Linked DNA regions of Triticum aestivum: region 1 is linked to region 2. A link is a contact called in public Hi-C data. All regions are on one chromosome and are shown on one strand. Each heading gives the region's core, a stretch centred on a gene start, on an enhancer-like site or on the middle of the called end of the contact. The rest is flanking DNA. Distances are from core to core; before and after follow the strand shown.

The links. A called contact is a pair of places that touch in the nucleus more often than the background predicts.
Region 1: a Hi-C map of leaf shows a contact between it and region 2, with 6 times the contacts expected there. The contact joins two enhancer-like sites. A contact is called at or near these places in 3 of 5 Hi-C or Micro-C datasets (leaf and an unstated tissue).

The regions. Positions count from the first base shown.
Region 1 is chr7B:99,437,132-99,439,881 of IWGSC CS RefSeq v2.1, forward strand. No RefSeq gene overlaps it. Among protein-coding and RNA genes, the nearest start is that of LOC123160042, 14 kb to the left of the region's middle. Within about 2 kb of position 1,335, at least 3 of the 8 cell types and tissues checked have an H3K27ac peak or open chromatin away from gene starts, as enhancers often do.
Region 2 is chr7B:99,124,845-99,127,725 of IWGSC CS RefSeq v2.1, forward strand. No RefSeq gene overlaps it. Among protein-coding and RNA genes, the nearest start is that of TRNAA-UGC, 79 kb to the right of the region's middle. Within about 2 kb of position 1,452, at least 1 of the 8 cell types and tissues checked has an H3K27ac peak or open chromatin away from gene starts, as enhancers often do.

The sequences.
Region 1 (2,750 bases), core at 85-2,584, 310 kb after region 2:
ATATTTTAGGAATATGTGAACAAAATTGGACAAGCTGGAACATTTTTTGAAATTAGAGAACAATTTTCGAATTTATGATTTTTTTTAGAAATGAGAACATTTATTCAAATTCCTCGAACATATTTGACTTTGTGAACTAAGTTTCAAAAACACTAATTTTTCAAAATTTTGAACATATTTTGAAAGTGAGAACTTTCTTGGAATTCCCTATGATTTTTTGAATTTGTGAATAAACAGATAAAATGCATATTTTTTTTGAAATTCTGAACATTTTCTGGAAAGTTGTGAAAAGTTCTGAAAAGATACCATAAGCCGCTGAAGATTAGATCTTTTTCTAAAATTTTGAAACTGATTTTTTTAAACGCGAACATTATTTGGGAAACTCATTATTTTTATGGAAAAAAGGAAGAAAATTGAATAGGAGGAGAACATTTTTCGAAATTCTGAATAATTTTCTGAAAACGCAAACATTTCTTGAGGAACAATATTTTTTCAAAAAAACATGAACATTTTTTAAAATTACGAACGATTTTACAAAAATCCAAAACTCCTTTGAAATTCCTGCGCACATTTTTTGAATTTGCGAATTTTTCAACGTGACATTTTTTTAAAGTTGAGAACAAATTTCCCAAATGGTATTATTTGCTGAAGTTGTGAACAAATTTGGATAATAGGAACATTATTTAATTGTCAAAAAAATTGAATTTGTGAACAAAATATAAATATACAAATATTTTTGAATTTGTCAAAAAAATTGAATCATGAACATTCTTTAATATGCTAACAGAATTTAAAAACAGGAACAATTTTATTGAAGTTCTTGAATATTTTTTATTTTGTGAATAAAATTTAAAATGCGAACCTTTTTGAAATTCTATTTTTTTTATGAATTTTAGGAAACAATTCAAATAGCGAACAAAATTTGAAATTTTAAACTTTTTATAATTCCGAACATTTTTTCTAATGAAGCGGACAAAACTTGAAAATCTTGTTTTTTGGAATTTCGGAAGAAAATATTTCTTGGAATTTAAAATAATTATGAAGTAGAAAAAAGAAAAAGTGTAAGAAAATAAAAATAAAAAGAAAAAACGACAAAGAAGACAAGTAGAAAAATGAAAAATGAAAAAGAAACTGCAAAAGAGGAAACCGGTTTCAGGAACCTACTAGAAGGTTCCCAAAACCGAAAAAAACCAGCTGGAAACATCATGGAAGGTTCCTATCCTGAAGCGCTAAATGGGCGGGCCCACCCCCGAAGGATCCCTTGAGCGAAACAGTTACAACTTGTCGCAAAGAGCGGCAAATAGGGTATTCCGAAGAAGAGGGTGGTCCCCTGTATTTGTTTGAAAAGAAACGTCGCCCATAGCGCCACAATTGGGTCGGCCCAGTAACCTGCGTTGTAGCTAGCCCAGAGCGGCCGCTCATACTAAATTCTCCTATGCCCTAAAAAAACTAAATTTTCCTATAAAAGCAGAGCTTCATCTCAAAAAATAAAGTAAAAAGCAGAGCTCAAATACCTTTTTCCCAAAGAAATACTGCCCCTTTCACTATTATAAGAGTTTTGGCTACTTTAACATAAATTATATACAGACTAAAATAAATGAACAAACACACCAATACGTGTCTACGTACATCTTTTTTTTAATATTTTATAATAATGAATGGAGAGGGTAGCTCCTAAGTATCGAGCTAGGCTCGAGTACAACTATAGAGCACCGTTCCCTCCCTAATAAAACCTGCACCTGCATCGGAGTAATCTTACTCCTATAATCTCAAAGAAAAAACCTGGTGAATTTTTGTGCCAAAAGAGATTGAAAGAAGCACCTGCTAATTTTGCGCATTAACCAATAAATCAAGCCAAGCACGCAAATTTAACCTCGTTTGAATCATCTGGCTTATTTGTATACGTATGTATTTGTATTCATGTTCATCTTTTACGTTCTTCTTACATCTTAACATACACTTAAACATAATATAATGCAAATTCTAATTGTAGACTGCACACTACTTACCGTGCATGCTTATCTCGTGCATCCAATCGAGATCCTGCAGTCATGAGTGTCTGTGAGCATCTACAATTGTACTTTGTTCAAAAGTAATAATAATCTTGCAGTCAGAGGCTGAGCTAGCATGTAGGTGTGGGTTCAGATATGAACCCAACAAATTTTTCATGCCACATACATACATGTATACACGTGGTCACATGTTTTTTTGTAGAATCACATGTTGTCACATGTATGAATCTGAAATTACTAATTAAGAAGTACCTTTTACAAAGATCACTCCCACTTCTTCAGGTTGCCCAAGGGGCGCACTGCATATGCGCCACTTGTCGTAACCTGTTGTTGTTCAGTAGCATCTTGTATCCTTCTACCGCCTTCTTCTTCTTCTTCTTCTTCTTATTCTTCTTCTTCTTCTTCTTTCGTGTTGTCTCGGTGGTTGTATACTCGGCTGTTGCTTTATCTATATCAATATAAAAAGATTCAAAGGGGCAGATCCAACTGATTTCGGCCATCAAACTAAGTCAATCCAACGACCTAGACTGCTGCAATGACGAGCATTCAACGCGTTTAACATGCAATCAATATCATACCAAATATTGCACTAATCACAGAATTAACACACAAATAATAGCATACCTAATATCTGCGTGCAATTGATATATTGCCTAAATATTAACGTGCATTGCACGTGCGCATTTACTAGTAATATAAAGCGACGGAATCTTTTATCGTCATTTATTTAAAATGTTT
Region 2 (2,881 bases), core at 202-2,701:
GGCGAGTGGGCGAGATCGGCGGCAGGCGGCGGACGCCGTAGCAGGAGTTCGATCTTCTTTAGGGTTGGAGAGAGGATTTTGATACGCGACTAAAGGAATGTCTACGATGGCATAATTAAAATGGAGAGTTGGGCTGTTAATTTTCGTGGGCTTCTAGCCATACGCACGTAGCCACGGGCCAGCCAATGTAGATTAGGCCTAATTCTAATCAAGTCAGGCTAGCTAGTACACATATACGTACGTACATATTGTTGAGAGGGCCGATCGTTGGGGGGGGGGGGGGGGGGGGGGTTCTAGCCCCTGCTCGCCCCCCCCCCCCCCCCCCCCCCCCGCCCCCCCTTTTCTCCGCCCCTGGACCGGCCAAAGAACGGCCATGCACACAGCCATAGAGAAGCGCATTTTTCTAGCTAGTTAACCAGCTGGCCACTCCTTACCATCCGTATGCATAATAACGGAAGCTTGCACAAATTGAACTCCACTGAACAGGCCATGCTCAAGGCTTGCACGTTATCAAAAAGGACGCTCGGGCATGGTAGCAGCCGCGGCAGAGAGGATAACGGGGTGCCATGCTGTTCTTTACTGCTGCTCTGCTTGTTTAAAAAGAGGTCCGGGGCTCTTTTTTTAATACAGAGAAAAAACCATGGTTCAGTAAATACTATAGTATTAAGAACACAGTTTTTAAGGGCAACCAAATACCTCATTGTAAATAAAACTATGGTAATCTTAGAAACTGTAGTATTCTCAAAATACTTAGAAAATACTTTGCTTTTTGTATGGTAATCTTAAAAGCAAAATCTTTTTTTATGTGCTCTTTGTTTCATTTTCCCTCTATTTTATGCACATTTTTTATACTTATAAACAATATTCGTATACATGTTAAACATTCGAAATACATATTAAAATTAAAATAAATAATTTTTAATGTCTACATCAAAATTATTTTTATACACGTTTAACTTTTCTTTAATGCATGATTAGAATTTTTAAATAGAATGATGCACATTTTCTTCAAATCCATGCTTGATGTCTACTTTTTCATAAACATTGTACATTTTTCACATATATATATCTGAAATATGTTTAATATTTTGAAAAAATGCCATTATCATTTTATTGATAAATGTGAAACACATTATTTTGTATACTATCACCATTTTTTGAATTAAGCTAACATTTTTTTACATTGCGTTATCATTTTTCATATTAATGATACTTTTTATTAATTTAATGTTTTCAAATGTTTCTATTTATAATTTTTTGGAATATCAGAATAAATGGAAAATCATATAAATTAATAAAGAAAAAATTGGTGAAAAGCAGTGCTCCCCACTTGCAATAGATGAGATTTTGCTTTTGTGTTGCTTGGACGCTGGCGAGCTAGGTGCGCGAAGTTGTTAGGCCCGAGTATGACTATGTCTCGCTTAAATCGAAACCTATGGTATGCCGGCTTCAAGGTTGTACTGGTGGGATGGCCCAGTATACCCAGCCGCAAGTAATGGGCAGGCCCACCGTCCAGGTTAGTTCGTTTTAAGAGTTTCTATTTATTTTTATTTTATTTGTTCACCCTAATTTTTCTTTATTTTGTTTATATTTTTTATTTTATGTACATATACTCGAAACTGAATTTAACTTCCAAAAGGTTAAAATCGAGAATTTAGATATGTTGATAGGTTTCCAAAAAAAATTGTGACATTAAAAAAATGTACATGCATTCCAAAAAGATGTACATGGAATTGTTGAAAAAATGTTTATACAATGCAATAAACTGTTCCTGTAATTCAAAAAAAATTAAACATGTATAAAAAAATATTTCAAATGTATAAGAAAAAATGACTAGTGTATGGAAGAAAGTAGACATCAAAAAATATATGTGAAAAATAAGATCAATCATGTAGTATATGAGAAATCTTAAACCTGTATTAAAAAAATTATGTATACCAAAATACTACAATGTGAATGTAAACAATAGACACCAAACTTATATTCAAAAATAAAATCTAATTATTTATTTCTGAAAAATGTTAAACCTTTAGTAAACAAAATGTTAAACTTGCATAAAAAATGTTTATTTGCATAAGAAAAACTGTAAGATGTGTACACAAAGAGTAGACATCAAAACATATGTGTGAAAAAATGCTAATCATATATATGACAAATGTTAAACCTATGTAAAGTATCTTTCAGATTTATAAAAAAAAGTATATTGTATATGAAAACAATAGACAAAAAACCTATATTTTAAATAAATATTAATCATGTATTCGTATTTGAAAGCTGTTAAACTTGTACTCCCTACTGATCTAAAAGATGTTATATTAGTTTACAGAGCGAGTATTTAGAAAATGTTCTTGATGTATACGAAAAGTGTACAACGTGTAACAAAAATATTGACATGCGTTGAAAAGGAGAAAAAGTAAACTAAGAAACCCAAAGAAAGAAACAATGAAAACTGTAGAGAAAAATAAAATTAAAAAGAAAACCAAAAAACCAGAGAAAGACCAGTGAAAAAAAATAAAAGAGACCCAAAACAAGAAAATCAGATAAAGCAAGAAAATAAATAAATAAACAAAAAAAAGGAAAAACAACAACTGAAAACTAAGAAAGGAACAAAAAATTCAGAGAATAATAAAAGAAGAAAACCAATGCAAAAGAGTGAAAATGGTGAAACTGACAAAGAAAGAAAGGAAACTGGAAATATTAAAAAAAACTAAAGAAAAACAAAGAACAAAGAGAAGAAAAAAACCAAAAAAGGCTGCAGAAAACCAGCGAGAAACTACATCTAACGATTGTCTTCGATCGAAACTTGAGCAAGCCACCAACGAACGGGAGAAAAAGAAATGGGCCGACCCAAAGCCTACGCGAGGAAGAAAAAGATTCAAGC